Regions from separate parts of the Mus musculus genome. Here region 1 is linked to region 2. Evidence: chromatin contacts called from public HiChIP or PLAC-seq data. All regions are on one chromosome and are shown on one strand. The core of a region is the stretch at or near the end of the contact, and the rest is flanking DNA. Distances in the headings are between cores, read along the strand shown.

Region 1 (5,024 bases), core at 423-2,922, 80 kb after region 2:
AGGTGGATTATTAAATAGGCTGTTAATAGTTTGAAAAGGGGACAGGAATGAGTACAAGAGGTAGGTGCTAGTTATTAGATATAAACCTTTTCAGTGTGTTCCTTTTTGATGAAGATTATTAAGCCCAGAGGTCATGGAAGTGACTTATTCATTCATCAAATCCGTGAGTGGATGTGTTGCTTAACACGGATTGGGCGAAAACATATTGCTTATCTTATTTTTTCTTTTTTGTCAGAGACATAGCCATGTGGTCACTTACTATTGAATGGAGGCTGGAAGCAAACATCTTACTGAGAATGAGGCAGAGACTTGAGCAAGTCGGAGCCAAAAACCAGTAATATTTTTCATTAAACCAGGAAACCCAAGGGTTGTTAGATGGAGTTAAAGAACTCAAATCACGACTTTAGAGCCTTCTGAATGAACCATGTTAATGATGTAGGTGAAGGAGTCTATGGATGTGACACTGAGGGCTCTGGACTGGAAATGTAGATCTGGCAGTCATTAGCTTAGATAGCTGTAGAACTTCCCTCAGCGACTGAGTTTTCACAGGAGGGGGATATTGAATGATGTAGGATTTTTTTCATTTATGCTTAAGTCCTCAGCTACCAGGATGCAGAAGAACAGACAGACAGACAGAATGGTCTAAAAATAAGAAGTTTCCCCAGACAGGAAGATAGAAAAATAAGGAAGGTGGCGGTAATAGCAAAAGGCATTAGGAAAGTAAACTTATGAATTGAAGTTCAAATGATGTTGCATGTGCAATTAAAAGATTAGTTGTCTTCATTGAGGCTCAGAGGCCACACGGCAGAGCTGGAATAGATGGGAAAATCTAGTCAGGTGGAAAGTTTAACAGGGTCACTTATATTTTTCTTTACTTTGCCAAGAAATTGTCTATGGCCAAGATATTCCTCATCTCTTTTCTTTTCCTTTAGTGAGAATTTTTAATAATATTTTTAAGGAAGAATGAGCTTAACCAACATTATATTCCATCTGGATATAATTACATGCAAGTGAACTGACAATTATATAGTAAAAAAATAACTTTTGGGCTTTCAGTTGACTTTAAATTTACTAATATTATCACCACCAACCATAATAAAGGTAGCATTTGACCATTTTTTTAATGAATTTGTTATGAAAGCTTCAAATACATAGTGGATTTCAAGTCCATACACTATCTTGAACTAGGAAATTGGCTGTCATATTTCCTTTAACTCAATTGGACGTAACTGGTGTTAGAGGGCTACGGTTAACAATGTCAGGTCAGTTTTGGATCTTTAAAGGCCCTGGAAGGCCTTACACTGTGCAAGTGCCTTGGACAGTGAACTGGGGGGAGTGGGAATTCCATTCCCTTCCTAGATAGTATTCCTTACAAAGCAATTGACTAGTGTGCCTGACTCATGATGAAGCTATCTCTTTGGGGAACCACCCCAGAAAGAAGGAAACCGGGCTTCTTGGGCCCATCATTGTGTGGGTTCTTCTTGCCTCCCCTTCAAACTCCTTCCCTCTGACCTTGAGACTTCTATTCTAGGCAGGGAGTAGAAGAAATGAATCCTTTTTAACCTATGCACCTCCCACACATTTCGTCTTGATGTCTCCCTCCCCCGTGCCCCCCAGCTCTGAGTTCCCCATTTTAAAACACAGACACAAAAAGTGGTTGCTGACAATTTCTGCTTTCTGACCAGCTGCTGTATTCCCTTGGTGAGGCAGCAAGCTAAGTAAGGCCTGCTCAGTATACCTGTGAGTGGTGAGAGATCAGGAGAAAACCTGACCACATCACTACCAGACCAAAACCCCTTAAAGTCCTTCATTTCTTGGGCAAAAACATTTGAAAACTGGACATGGGCTTGGAAATGTACCCTAAAGCTTCCCTCCCAGTTACCGTGTCTACGATCCTACTGTTGCTAGGCAAGACCAGGTTTGTGCCTTAAAGAGAAGAGAAGCCACGTGGGTTCTTTTCCAGGAAAAGAGTAGTGACTTGTCAGGCACTGAGGGGAGAGGCCCAGGTCTTCTGGCTCTCACGTGCTTGGAAAGATTCTTAAGAAATAATAGTGACCCAAACTGAGAACTACCATCTGACATGTACTGACTGTGTCTTGGATCTTGAAACCTTTAGGCACTTAAAGAGAATTTTCACTTCTCTGTCAGGCTGGGTCTAACTGTTCCTCATCTCCAACATCTTTCCTGTCAATGGCTCAACAGGACTATGCATCCTTAGAGATCCACTCTCTGGTCTTTAGGTCAGAATTACATACGTCACAGAGGCCTCTGAAGTCTTACAGAAGCTCATTATTAAGGAACCTTCGTTCATAGTGATTGTTCAGAGCTTTGCACTAAGGTTTCAGATATAAAACTCAAGGGGTGTGTAATCTCACTGGGCGGATCTAGCATGGGTGTGAACCACCCAGCATTGTGTGACTATAGCAGGCAGTTTCGCGCAACTATGAACAAACCCCCTAGAGAGAATCAGCTTTTAAAGACAAGACGTTGTTTTGGCTCACAGTTTCAAAGCGATCAGTCCATGACTGGTTGGCTTTGTTGCTTTTTTGGCCCATAATGATTTATCCCAACATGGCAGCCGCATGCCACTGAGCCATGTAACGGTGCTTACCCCGTGGCTAAAGAGTAAAGGAGAAAGAAGAGAGGGGACTAGGGTTCCACTATCCTGTTCAAGAGTATAATGACTAAGTCCAACCCCTGAAAGGGTACACTGTCCTTACAGGGAACCATGCCTTTACTTTATGTATCTCTGGGTCACTTCTGAGATTCAAAATACAGCACTGTCACAAATACCTCTGTGCCACTGCTCTAGGAGTCTAGAGATGAGGGGCATAAACTAGATCTGTCTGCTGACACTCCCGGTGGCACTTTGAATTACAGCTGCCTTTTGGAAACCACACTTAAAAATAGCTCTAGTTCAATGTGCAGAAATTCTGACCCCAAAGGACAAGACTCAGTTGAAAAAAAAGGATGAGTTATTCTTAGGTCTTTATGAGCAACTGCAAAGGAATTCTCATTCTCAGCCACACCAGCAATTAGCACTAATGATCTCTCTCTCCCAGACGTATGCTTTGGAGATGAGATGAGATTGTATGGGGCCAAAGAACATGGATTGCCATTCAGATAGGCATTGACCTTGTCTGTGGTAATCAGGTACCCAGGAGCCACGGCGATAGGTTTACATTTGGCATGGCAGTTAAATGCAGAGCAAGGCCCTTCACTCACACCCACTGCATTGATCACTCTGGTATTTAAATCTGAGCCCGGAAGCCTCCGAGTACTGAAGCACCATTTTCAGATTGCTACTTAAGATGAAAATCCAACTTTTTTTCTGTTGCATTTACGAAACTGAATCAGTCAGAAGAACACTTTGATACGGTAAATACCTACACATCAGTTCATCTACTTTGAAATTAATCAAAATATTTAGGCATCTCCACAGAAAACTCTAATATGCCTGAAACAAGGCAATAGTTATTTACTCCCCAGGATCAGAATGTGTTTTGGGAAATCTCTATTTGACTTTGATGCAAAGAATAAAAGCTGGTTTCATGGAACTCTGTTGTCAGAATAACTAATGTTTTGAAAACACGGTGATTCAGAGCCTGTCCGATGTGGCTATTGAGTGTGCATCTCGCTGAATCTCAGAGGAAGGGATTGTTCCTTTATCTTGTTCTGTATTTCCTTTGGACGTGGGCTCTTTACCACTGTGAACAGTGAAGAGCTAAACTGTTAACAGGTTCAAAGGAAGGCAGCGTGGTGCGTTGCAAAGGCAAGTGGGAGAGTAGCCGCAGAGCGGACATCAGCCACCGTTGCTGAAGAGTCCTTTTGCCCTCCATGCTCACAGCTCAACATGTTCTGATTTCCCCAAGGACCCTGGGTGTAGTGGGAGGTGGCGGAGAAGGATCAGAGCCCTGGCTTGTCATTAAAGAAGTAATATGTGCAGTTCTGTGAGGCAAATTCGTTCTATAATCATAAATCCAGAGCAGGTAGCACTGCACACTAGCGTTTGTACCTTGCTTCATCCTCAGACTGCCTTTTCTTGAAAAATCTTATTATTGTCAGCCATCTTATTACATTACCCTTACTATTATCACTTTAAATGGCGCTTTTCAGGCTAAATTAACCCACGCCTACCTCACCCTCAGTCTAGACTTAAAATAAACCTCAGGAATCATGAGTAAATATCTTGACATTTTGGTTAACTGGCACTGTAATGGAGAGAACTGTTAGACAGTAGTGACTAGAAGCATAACCTTTGATTGTCTTTACTGACGTGGGTGAGAGGATTCAGGGTTGCATTGGGAGGTGTGTGGGCAGAGGCAGGGGAATTTGGCAGTGCATGAAATTGCTTATGAGGCTTGTACATGTGTGCTCTTTCAATGGCACAATATAAAAATAACTACCCCACTATTGCAAAAATAATCTTTTCATACCAGAAATAGAATATAAATGTATATTATATATAAATAGAATGTGGGCATATAGATAACAGTAGGTGTAATCTTTTAAAAATATACAGTGTTTAAAATTCTGTTTAAATTTGCCATTCCGTGCAGGAATTCGTAATTTTAACGTGCAGTGTCAGATGGGAGGACTCAGCATAGAAATGAGTTAGGAGAATGTAAAACCTGAGAATGCAATGGACTGAGACTTGGAGGAGGGAGATTTGAACACATCCCAGGATAAGAACCATGCAATGGAGGTGCCACAGATTACAATACAAAGCATGTTTACTTCTTATGCAAATGCTTGCTCATTGCTGTGTTGTTGTTGCTTCAGGTAAGCTGCCCTTTGCTGTGGATCTGGGCTCAGACCTACTGTACTGTATAGACAGGTGATCCTTAACTGAAGATGGGTCAGGTCATAATAAACCAACTGTAAGTCAAAAGTGCATTTAATATACCCAGCATAATATCATACTGATAGTACACTGGGTAGCAGTGATGTTTTCCGTCATGGCTGAGTGACTTGGAGCCAATCATAGCTTATCGCTACAGCCCAACTACTCGAGAAAGTACCTC
Region 2 (4,863 bases), core at 2,016-4,515:
GTCTAGACCTGTAACAAAATATATATGTAATGAAGAAGCTTCAAATTTTTTTTTGTAATTGGTAAAACATAGACTGTAATAACTTATATCAAACACATCTAATAGTCTTCTTACAGTTGCTCTGCAAAGATGGCTGTGATGCAGATGCACGTCACACGCAGACATTGCTAAAATCTCTGTGGCCTCTCTGCATTCTCTCCCAGCTCCCAGTGTGGCCAATACATTCAGGGAAACCTGATGGGAATTAGACTTTCCTCAAAAGCTTGGGCACTTTTTAATCCACATATTTCTAAGAGTTCCATCTGGAGGCCATCTTTCCCAAGCCACGGTGCTGAGAAGATGGGTGGCCTTCCGTTGGTGCTTACTCAGTCTTTGTCTTTCCTGTGAGTCATTATTGTCCCCAGATGCTGCGGTAAGGCTCACTTTCAGGGTGCCCTTTTCATTCATTTGGAAACTAAAAAGGCACTCCGTGCACTGTGTCCTTCATCATGTCAGCCGCCGGCTCTGCTGGACTCAGACGCAGAGGCACAGTCACAGCTAGTGCATGCTGCAGCATGCTGTCAGCTACAGAGAAACAGTCGGTTGGTCACATGGGGCTTGTTAATGAGATGCTCAGAGGCCTTTGAAGGCCAGAGGCCTGGAGCTAATAACACCTCACAGCTAGGCTTGCAAAGAAAACAGGCCTTTATCTATCTCTGTGGCTGGGAGATAGATTTGAGGCATGTTAGAAGTCCCTATTACATATCTCTTCTGAGATGCATGGAACAATACTTAGTTATTAAAAGCATTTTACAAATGTTATGCCATGCAACCTTTTTCAGTCTCAGTTTTATGAGTCAGGGTCTTATAGAGTTCAGGCTGGCCTTGAACTCATTATATAGCTAATGAGGAACTTGAATTTATATTATTCCTGTTTCTGCCTCCAGATGCTGGGATTATAGGTGTGTGAGGGGACCCAGTTTGTGTGATGCTGATGATGGGACCCATGGATTCCTGCATGCTAGGCAAACATTCTACCCATGGAGCTGTGTTCCCACCTCAATATGCAATCTTTACAACAATTCTGCTCCAACCAGGAAACTAGCTCCCAAGATGTCAAGGGACTTGCTGAGGGTCACACAGGTCGTCAGTGGCAGAGCCAGAGTCCAAGCCCGATCCTGTCAGCATCCAAAGCTCTTGAACTTCACCAGTAAAGCCAAATTTAACATTTGAAATCATGTAGTATGGGTAGCAGGAGGGACAAAGCACTGTATTCCTCACAGACAGGAAATTGTGAGTTCAAGAGAACTGTTTGAGTGTAGTGCTGAGGTAAAATGAGTGACCTTTGGCGTATTCCTGAGAACATGGAGAGTGAAGTGACTCAGGGTATAGCTAGATGCTGCTTAAAATTAGAGAGATTCTATTGGCTGTTGCATTCTTCAGTGTACTAACGCTACCCCCAAATTATCTTACTATATAGGTATATATATCTTACTATATATCTTACTCCCTCCAGTGCAATGATGAAGAAAGGAAATAAAGAATTTATATATTCAAGATTTGCTAACTTTTGAGCTAGTAATAATTGCCTTACTCCAACAAATGGTTTACTAATGAAAGAACAGAATGCTAAGAATGCTGTGCGTGTAATGCACAGGCTGCAAGAGTTGGAACCAAGGCTTTTCAGATCACCATCATCATTACCATCACCACCATCATCATCATACCATCATCATTTATGGATATACAATTTAACAAGTGTTTAGAGACAACTCGGATCCTACAATCAGATATGTTGTTTCATGACCTAGAAAGATCTATTACAGTGATTTCTATGAGGCCAAGAGGATCTGGGTAGTATTGCCCCAGTGTGCTGGCTGGTTTTATGTGTCAACTTGACACAAGCTAGAGTCATCAGAGAGGAAGGAACCTCGATTGAGGAAATGCCTCTATGAGATCCAGTTGTAAGGCATTTTCTCAATTAATGATCAATGAGGTAGGGCCCAGCTAATTATATGTGGTGCCATCCCTTGACTGGTAGTCCTAGATTCTATAAGAGAGCAGGCTGAGCAAGCCAGGGGAAGCTTGAATTGCTTTTTGGTCATGGTGTTTTGCCCAAGCAATCGAAACCCTAACTTAGATATCCAGGCATCCCGTGGTTTTAAAAGCATGTTTCTATTTGGCTTTCTCAACCTTAAGAGATGAACAACCTTCAGGAATTAGTGCTGCAGCGAAACCAGGGTTGCCCAAGACCACAGCAGTGCTTTCCCTTGTACTGGATGACTTATCATTGATATGGGATGAGCAGGGGTTCTGGGCAGCTGATTTATCAGCTGGGCAGCTGATTTATCAGCTATTAGTAGAGCAGACAGAGAGTACATCTCCAAGGCATATGGTTCTAGTTTCAGGTATCTACTTTTTCATTCCTGCACCCCAAAATGTGAGCTAGTTGTCTCCTAAAGTTTTCCATGGTATTTTGTGTAATGTTCCACTGTGGCCCATCCACATCACTAAGATGGACTTATTCAAATGACTGTGTTCTTATCTCTTTCCAGTACTTATGTAGCACATTGCTTGGTGTACAGTAGACAACAGATGGACAGTCAGTGACTGATGGTAAGGCATGGGGGACAGGACCTGTGAAAGGAGGCACTGGAAGAGAAAGATGATCTCCAGTCACACTTGATACAGTTGTCCACACAAGCTGTAATGAATCATTTCTTGTGTGGCGGTATAGTAATTAAGTCTTTCATTTTATGTTTTATTATGGAGTTTAACTTGAAATGCACATACTTTGTGTTTGCTGGGTGCTGGGCATTATGGGATTGGTTTCAGTTCCTAAGAAGCAGCCAGTCCAGTGGGAAAAGTGAACCTAGGTAAAGAACTATAAACCAAGGTCACATGATCACTGTGATGAAAGCACATTTGTGTTAGAAGGGGTGGGGTATTCCTTATGTCATTTAATTTTAACAATATAGTGAGATAGAGACAATGATTGCCCTGTTTTCAGACTGGGAAAGTGAGACTCAGAAAAATGAAATGAAATTTTGAATATTATACAGTGACAAAGTTGGTAGAGTCAGGTGACAAGCTCAGATTAAATTGCATTAAACAACAATAACAACAAGAAGAAGAAGCTGAGGACTATTGCACTATAGCATCCAGTAGTACAGAACAGAGAGGGATCATTTGGGAGCAATGGCAGTGGATGACAGGGAGGGAGAAGAGACAAGTGAGAGAATGTCAGATCAAGGAGTTGACAACAGAAGAGGAAGAGAGAACTGCAGCGGTAAAGTCCCAAGGGACTCAGAAATGTAATGTGGTCAGGGAACTGGGGGAGTTTGGTATTTGTTAAGGAAAGAAACCAAGGAACAGCGGGGGTGGAAAGACAAAGATTTCATCATGGGAACTAAAATGTCTCCAAACTTCTATCGTTTCTGAAAGAATCTGTTCCTTTGCAAGGCTTTGCAAATGAGAAGGAGAATCTTCGTTACTTGCTGCTCATGTGCCTGCTAGGTGTCTGTCTGGCCACATCTACGTGATATCCCAGAGGAGTGAGTTCTCGGCCGACAGTCAGAGAAGAGCTCTGAAATACTGAGATAGAAACTCTGCATTTGCCTTATTTATAATAGCCAGAAGCTGGAAAGAACCCAGATGCCCCTCAACAGAGGAATGGATACAAAAAATGTGGTACATTTACACAATGGAGTACTACTCAGCTATTAAAAAGAATGAATTTATGAAATTCCTAGGCAAATGGATGGACCTGGAGGGCATCATCCTGAGTGAGGTAACACAATCACAAAAGAACTCAAATGATATGAACTCACTGATAAATGGATATTAGCCCAGAAACCTAGTATACCCGAGATATAAGATACAATTTGCAAAACACATGAAACTGAAGAAGAACGAAGACCAAAGTGTGGACACTTTGCCCCTTCTTAGAATTGGAAACAATCACCCATGGAAGGAGTTACAGAGACAAAGTTTGGAGCTGAGACGAAAGGATGGACCATCAAGAGACTGCCATATCCAGGGATCCATCCCATAATTAGCCTCCAAACGAAGACACCATTGCATACACTAGCAAGCGTTTGTTGCAGGGACCATGATATAGCTGTCTCTTGTGAGACTAGGCCGGGGCCTAGCAAACACAGAAGTAGATGCTCACAGTCAACTATTGGATGGATCACAGGGCCCCCAATGGAGGAGCTAGAGAAAGTATCCAAGGAGCTAAAGGGATCTGCAACCCTGTAGGTGCAACATTATGAACTAACCAGTACCCCGGAGCTCTTGACTCTAGCTGCACATGTATCAAAAGATGGCCTAGTCAGCCATCACTGGAAAGAGAGGCCCATTGGACAGGCAAACTTTATATGCCCCAGTACAGGGGAACGCCAGGGCCAAAAAATGGGAATAGTGGGCGAGGAGAGTGGGGGGGTGAGGGGGGGACTTTTGGGATAGCATTGGAAATATAATTGAGGAAAATACGTTAAAAAAAAAAAAAAAAAGAAACTCTGCATTTGCACAGAAGCCCAAGCCAGTTAGACATGAGCTCAGAATATGCTACAGTTTGCATGATTTTGTCCCTCAAAGGCTGATGTATTGAAAGTTTGTCTCTAAATGAAGTGAGATTGAGAGGTGGAACCTTTACAACATGGCACCTAGTCATGGATTTTTGAGTTAATTGAGTCCATGTCTTAAGAAAAGCCTGCAGCCCCCCACCTCCCAGTTTTGAGAGCTGATCTTTGCCCCCTTCATGTAACCATCACTTTGACACTGGCTGTTGTGAAGTGCTCTTCAGCACTGAGGAATTGCATTGACTCAGAATTTCAAGCCCCCTTTCTTCATAATGTTGGCCTACCACAGGTAATCATTATA

What was found. HiChIP or PLAC-seq counts read pairs in DNA pulled down with a chosen protein or histone mark.
Region 1: a contact with region 2 is called in an H3K27ac HiChIP or PLAC-seq map of bone marrow-derived dendritic cells, with 2.4 times the contacts expected there. The contact joins two enhancer-like sites. A contact is called at or near these places in 1 of 15 datasets of contacts at CTCF or cohesin (the NIH/3T3 cell line), 9 of 484 Hi-C or Micro-C datasets (the HL-1 cell line, Th1 cells, bone marrow-derived macrophages and 5 more) and 2 of 115 datasets of contacts at active chromatin or transcription factors (bone marrow-derived dendritic cells and embryonic midbrain).

The regions. Positions count from the first base shown.
Region 1 is chr9:52,269,914-52,274,937 of GRCm38.p6, forward strand. No RefSeq gene overlaps it. Among named protein-coding and RNA genes, the nearest start is that of Gm25562, 19 kb to the right of the region's middle. Within about 2 kb of position 1,673, at least 19 of the 459 cell types and tissues checked have an H3K27ac peak or open chromatin away from gene starts, as enhancers often do. A contact at or near this core is called in bone marrow-derived dendritic cells, where this site is marked.
Region 2 is chr9:52,187,831-52,192,693 of GRCm38.p6, forward strand. No RefSeq gene overlaps it. Among named protein-coding and RNA genes, the nearest start is that of Zc3h12c, 41 kb to the left of the region's middle. Within about 2 kb of position 3,266, at least 6 of the 459 cell types and tissues checked have an H3K27ac peak or open chromatin away from gene starts, as enhancers often do. A contact at or near this core is called in bone marrow-derived dendritic cells, where this site is marked.